Regions from separate parts of the Mus musculus genome. Here region 2 is linked to region 1. The links are chromatin contacts, called in public HiChIP or PLAC-seq maps. All regions are on one chromosome and are shown on one strand. The core of a region is the stretch at or near the end of the contact, and the rest is flanking DNA. Distances in the headings are between cores, read along the strand shown. Region 1 overlaps Ptpn12 (protein tyrosine phosphatase, non-receptor type 12). Region 2 overlaps Fbxl13 (F-box and leucine-rich repeat protein 13).

The links. HiChIP or PLAC-seq counts read pairs in DNA pulled down with a chosen protein or histone mark.
Region 2: an H3K27ac HiChIP or PLAC-seq map of acute myeloid leukemia shows a contact between it and region 1, with 2.8 times the contacts expected there. The contact joins two enhancer-like sites. A contact is called at or near these places in 1 of 39 promoter capture datasets (the C10 cell line) and 4 of 115 datasets of contacts at active chromatin or transcription factors (acute myeloid leukemia, bone marrow-derived macrophages, embryonic limb bud and 1 more).

Annotation. Positions count from the first base shown.
Region 1 is chr5:21,044,141-21,047,407 of GRCm38.p6, forward strand. The region is part of intron 1 of Ptpn12 (protein tyrosine phosphatase, non-receptor type 12); the gene reads right to left. Among named protein-coding and RNA genes, the nearest start is that of Ptpn12, 10 kb to the right of the region's middle. Within about 2 kb of position 1,446, at least 52 of the 459 cell types and tissues checked have an H3K27ac peak or open chromatin away from gene starts, as enhancers often do. A contact at or near this core is called in acute myeloid leukemia, where this site is marked.
Region 2 is chr5:21,614,586-21,617,970 of GRCm38.p6, forward strand. Fbxl13 (F-box and leucine-rich repeat protein 13) reads right to left here. Exons shown (of 21, transcript NM_001199632.1): 6 at 2,603-2,712; 7 at 65-211. Among named protein-coding and RNA genes, the nearest start is that of Fbxl13, 29 kb to the right of the region's middle. Within about 2 kb of position 2,071, at least 3 of the 459 cell types and tissues checked have an H3K27ac peak or open chromatin away from gene starts, as enhancers often do. A contact at or near this core is called in acute myeloid leukemia, where this site is marked.

The DNA of each region.
Region 1 (3,267 bases), core at 196-2,695:
ACTGACATGCCGAGTCATCCAGGTAATGCTTTTTCCCCTTACAATCTTAACCTAGTTTGAGGGGTAGGCTATTAACATCAAATAAAGGTTTTTGTAAAAATTTCAAGATAATTATGCTCCACTTGGGGAGGCTTTATTAATGTTTTGTAACTAATATGAGCAAATATTAGCCTATGCAGCACAATGTCAAAGGAAAACTTCTGTTTTCATTTGGTAACTTTGGTTACACCCAACCAGTCACCTTTCAAGATTCATCACAAGTACCTTAACTTCTAGTTTTAGAATTCCTTTACCACTAGGCTCTATGACTCCAGAAGTAAAGCCATCCTATTTAAGGTAGGGAGAAAGGCCCTAGAAAGGCTCCTCACAGCTCTGTAGCACAGGGTCTATGAACGCCTTCCTGTCTCACTGTGCTTCTCAGGGCAAATGCAATCTTAAACCTACCCACACCACTAACAAACACTTTCAAATGTAGTTTCTTTGAGCATGTGAATGTGCATGTGTGTGTGGGTGAATGTGGTTGCTTCCTATCTATTTTCCTGACAGAGGAGGGCCCTCTCACAGAACCTGAAGCTCACTGATCCGGTTAGAAAGGCTGAGCTCCTGGGATCTTCTGCTTCTCCCTCTCTAGTACTGAGATTACTTAGTGCACCACTATGCCTGGATTTTTTTCATAGGTGCCAGAGAGCTAAACTCAGGTCCTACTTACATGCCAAGATGGAGTCATCTCCCCAGCCTTCAAATACAGTCTCTAAACAGACACTTCTGTGTGTGTGTGTTTGTGTGAATGTATACACATGTGGTGTGCATGCCTACAGAGGTCAGAAGAGAGCACTGACTCCTCTGGAGCTGGAGTTAGAGCAACTATGAGCCATCCTATGTGGGCACTGACTGGGAACTGAATTTGGGTCCTTAAGTGTTTTTAACCACCAGGCCATCTTTCTAGTCCCTCAAATGTAATTTTATTTATTTATTATTTATTTTATATGTAAGTACACTGTAGCTGTCTTCAGACAAACCAGGAGAGGGAGTCAAATGTCATTAAGGATGGTTGTGAGCCACCATGTGGTTGCTGGGATTTGAACTCAGAACCTTTGGAAGAGCAGTCAGTGCTCTTAACGCTGAGCCTTCTCTCCAGCCCCAAATGTAATTTTAAAATGAGTTATTTTTGAACATATCTGACAGAAGCAATGAAAAACACTAAGCTTGTAGTAGGGTATTTGTGTTTGCTAGTTTTTATGTCAACTTGACACAAGGTAGAATCATTTTGGACTTACCTAACCTAAATTAAGAAAATGTCCCAACTGATTGGTCTGTGGGTGAAGTCTGTAGTGTATTTCCTTAATTAGCGATTAATGTGGGAAGGCCAGCCTGCTATGGGTATAGCTACCCCTGGGCTGGTGGTCCTGGGTGATATAAAAAAGATTAAGCAAGTCACAGTGAATAAGCCAGTTAGCAGCACTCCCCTTTGGCCTCTGCATCATTTCCTGCCTTGAGGCTCCTGCCCTGCCTGAGTTCCTGACCTGACTTCCCTGGATGACAGATTACAAACTGTAAAATGAAATCAACCCTTTCCTTCCCAGGTTACTTCTGCTTGTCACGGTGCTTCATCACAGTACTAGAAACTCTTAACTAAAATAGGGGTATAACCCAACAGTAGATCATGGGGTTATCATGCAAGGCCCTTGGAGGAATCCTCAGTGTCAAAAGGAAAAGAAAGAAAGAGCAAAAACCAAGTTTTTTTGATTACTTTGCTTTCTTAGTGTTGGAAGGGAACCAATCCTAAGGCTTCACACATGCTACCCAAGTACTCCCCTACTTGACTCAATTTCCAAACCTGCAAATAAGAAAGCATCAGCTGAACCAAGTGGGCAGAGAGAGAAAGCAGGACTTCGTGCATCAGTAAAATCACTAGCTTCAAGAACTCTACTGAACTGAGTAGTGGTGCGTGCCTGTAATCCCATACTCGGAATGCCAAGGCAAGCTATCTTAAGCTCCAGGCCAGCCTGTGCTACATACCTGCTACATGAAATGTGAGTAATATTCAACCCCAAAGCCCTTGGTAACAGGATCTCCGCCTCACAAGCCCCAGGAAAAGCTTCTGAAAGCAACTACCGCTTGTTTCTTCCATCTACTACGAGCTAGCAACACAATACACATTGACTACCTAATACCCGGAAACAAGATTTTTGTGTGGTTTCAGGAGAGATAACTGCCAGTGAGTAGTTACATAAATCTACACATTTTAGCCACTACAAGAACACGAAACCTGTTGAAGGACTCCAGCCTCTTTGTGAAGAGTGGTGGTTCAGAACAACTGCATATCGCTTTGCTCACTTTAGCACATTTTCAACTCAAATCTAATCAAAGGCCCTTTTCCTATATAGTACTAACATTCAGTTCTGCAGGGGAGAACACGTGCTTCTAGATCAACTACACTAATATACTTATCCCAGGAAGTGGGAGTTAAGTACATGTCCCCTTCTACACTTTAGGTAAAGATTCTAAGCTTTTAATTGTCATGGTATGGTGGTGAAAATTTGTAGTTCCAGCACTGAAGAGGCTGAGACAGAACTACTGCAAGTTTGAGGACAGTTTAGGCTACAAGCAAACAAAATTTTTGTTTGCTTATTTCTTTTTGAGTTAAGGTCTCTGTATGTAGTCCTGGCTGTCCTAAAGCCTGTGTAGACCAGATAAGGGTGAAGAGAGATAATAAAAATGAATCATGTATCAGTGGCACATGCCTTTGGTCCCAGTGCTTGAGGCAAAGGCAGGCAGATCTCTGTGAATCTGAGGCCAGCCTGGTCTACAGAGTAATATATCAAAATAGCAACAAACAAACAAACAAACAAAGAAAACAACATGCTTCCATGATTTTTCCAATGCATTCTATAAGGATGTATTAAAAGAAAGAAGGAAGAGATTAAGTGCATCTCACTAGTATGGTTCCCTTTGGCCTAAAGATACTTTCATGTATGTTAGGAAAGAGAGAACGATCCATGGAATAGACTGAAGGAGACGAGACACTGGAAGACTGCAAGAACTGCTTTGTAATTACATGCCAAACATCCACCAGTTCACAAGAAACCACAGTGACAATTATCTAGATTTTACTTATTAAATCCAGAAACAGTTGAAATTGGGTACTTTATTAACACAACACCTTTAACAGTACATGATACACGGGGTGTGCCCCACCTAGATAAACCCCCAATCTCTAAGCACGCACAGAATCAGATTATGCAGAAGAAACTACAAATAACAAAG
Region 2 (3,385 bases), core at 821-3,320, 570 kb after region 1:
TACTTACCCTAACTCCAAACTATACTCAAATTGTAAGAAAACTATTCAACAAACTCCTACAAACCTGGAGTATTGCTTGCTCCGGTAGCACTGAAATGTCAAATGCTATGCGCCTGTTCTCAACAGCGATGTCAGAGAGGCTCCCCTCAAGGCTAATCGGCTTCCCTAACTTGAACTTCCATTTTTTCAACTGAAGTTCATGTTTTGAAATCTGCAATGAAAATAATTTATAATAAATATAAATAATTTATGGAATTGTCCTAAGGGTCAAAGGTAATGGTACTTAGCACAATACTTGATATTAGTACCTGCTATACACTGTTGACTGCCATTATTATCTAAATGATAATTTTCCATATGAACACATAAAACTCCCTGGACCATCTTAACTTTTATAGACCACTTCTACTAATTGTCATAAGTATTGGCACAGGCCGCCCCTGAAAGACCTGGTGTCATCTCCTCTTCTAGAGAGGAGAGCCGTGGGCCACAAAGAAGAGATCCCAGCAGTGGAATCACTAGTATTTGGAGTCACTGAATGAATGTGCTAGTGGGGAGACAACTGAGAGAGGAGAAGTCAAAGAACACACGCCAGAGTCCTGACTGACTAACCATTATGGCAAGTCCCATTTTAACTGACACAGTTCCTGAAGACTATGTAACAAGAAAACGCTTCTATGGGTTAGTGAGTATTTTACACACACTTCTCACAAACCCACATACACAATTTTAGTAGAGGTATTTATAGGATGGGCGCATACTGGGAAGCCAGCACACATAGCTAACATTTGCCTCTGTTCCCAGCACATACCTGTTACTCTCACTCACCGACTGCAGAATGACTGTCCGCCAATAAATTGTATAGCTAGGGGGGAATTAATTCCTAAACATTCAGTTAACTATAATATATAAACGATAATAATATATTGCTAATACATACTATGTAGCAACCAGAGCATGTCAAACATCAGGATTAAAAGAACCCTGTTTTTTTCTCAGAGACAATCAGAATAAGTAAAGAAAGAATGCTGGTTGTGTGCAATCAACCATTCCACTGTTAGAACATCAATCATCAAGCAAAGGGCAATGATCACAACACTAGCTTAGTACACAAAGTGATTACAAGTATGGCAGTAACAGTGGCAGTGGTACCCAAAACAGGCATATCTAGCTGGCAATGTTGAAATGGTTGTCCACAACACCCATCCTCTTCCTATTTCTACTCCTCATCTCTCTCACACCTCTGTCTTTGGTATTGCAAACTGTTTTAACTCCTCGGGGACATACTTTTGTGGGCACACTGGATCCTTTAGACTGTAATAATACTTTGACCCTGAGCACTGCCACCCTGCCCTTCTGTCCAAACATTTACAATTCTTCAATCCTCTGTGTCACTCAGACTTTCCACTGCCTACCTGATAGGTAGTCTGGGACTTGCACCCTGATGTTCCTTTTTCACGGGGTTCAGGGTGGCATGGTATGATGAACAAGAGGTTGAGATCCTATCTCTCTTCTGTTCCAGGGTCTAACTGATAGCACCACCACAGCTGTGGTAGGGCTGATTACATCTTTGGCTCCAACGGGTGGCTCAAACCATCCTTACCTTCTAGAGCCAAATAGACTCACTGGCCACCATATTACTACAAAATCAGTAAGGATTAGATTTACTAACAGCTGAGAGAGAGGTGATCTTTGGCTTTTCCTCTGGGAGGAACGTTTCTTCTATGTCAACCAGTCGGGTATAGTAAAAGACATGAGCAGACAACGCCAGACAGAACTCCAAAATCATAAGAATCAGCTCTGTTCTCCTGGCCAGTGGCTCTTTGACAATCCAATATAGAATTCGGTGTCACCTTTCTTAATGCAGCCCCTCCTCCTTTTCTTACTCCTACTTGTGCCCCACTTTATAAACTTCCTTTTTGTATAGATTTCTTCAGCAACAGACAGGTCCAAATGCTTTTTAACCAGACTTTTTAATCAGTTGCTTTTACAGGATTACCCACCCCTAGTTATTGGGGTGGTTGACTCCTGATAATACCCAGCCTACAACATCAACTTTGCCCAAAGGCCTTCTACACTCACACTCAGCAGGAAATAGGGCAATGATAACATTGCCCCTTTCGCAACCCCAACTGTTTATCAATAATAAACACAAATGGGGATGAATGTAATCCCCTGGAGACACATGAGGCAGGCCCCTCCTCTGAGGACCTCCAAGGCCAGGTTCCACCCACAGAACACACTAACTGCACTAATGATCGGACCCAGGCCCTCCCTACAGAGTAAAAAGACCTGAAATCCCACCAATCCTCGCCCTGGAAAGCAACACCCACTCAACCCAAGAAATCCTATATAAACCCTGACTTCTGCTACTTCTCACCTGAGCAGAGGCAACCACCACCTAGGTTCTTCCCTGCCAGTAAATCTCCTGTGTGAGGGTTTGGGGTGCGGTGTGTGACTCTGTGGTATTCCTTGGCTCCCAAATGCCAAGATACCTTTCCCCCAAGAACTGTGACACTTACAGTGTCTTTATCAATATACATGAACAAATATTGAAATGATTTTTTTCCTTCTTTAAAACAAATAGCATCTAATATCATACCAAGTCGTCTTCTCTTGTTTTACTCTTGTGTCTGGCTCTCTCCTTCCATTTTGCTAGTATAATTCTTTGTCTTTGCATATAGAACAAATGTCGCAACCGAAGCAGTGTAGCTGCAGGAAATGTGCATCACATGTGGTTAAAGCTATTTCCAAAAACACTATGAACTGATGTATCTGACAGTTTGTGTTTCATTTTAATCACACTAAAATTAATTACTTTTGATAGCATTAGATAGTTCTCCAAGGATTTTTAAATATGTAAATATGCAATATTTTTAAATATGTAAATATCCTCTTTGCCCTTTGAAATTTAGATATAATAAATATATATAAACATATAAACAAACATGCATATATTTTTTTAAACTAAACAAATTAACCTTTTACAAAACTCAGAGTTCTAAGCATTTCATAGAAACACAATCACCAGGTAGTAATCAGAGCCAATGACTTTGAATTATAAGTTCTAGATCAAATAGATTTCCTGATGCATGTGAATCAGAGGTCCGGAACCCAAACACAGGGAGCCAGGAAACACAAACAGGCTGGAGAGCAGGCAAGCTCCTCATCTGCACCTGGCTGCACTGGTTACACCTCGTGCATCTGACTGCACCTGGTTACACCTGGCTGCACTGGTTACACCTGGTGCATCTGATTGCACCTGTTACACCTGGCTGCACTGGTTACACCTCGTGCATCTGACTGCACCTGGTTACACCTGGCAGCACTGGCTGCATCTGTTACACCTAGCTGTACTGGTTACCCCTGGCAGCACTGGCTGCAT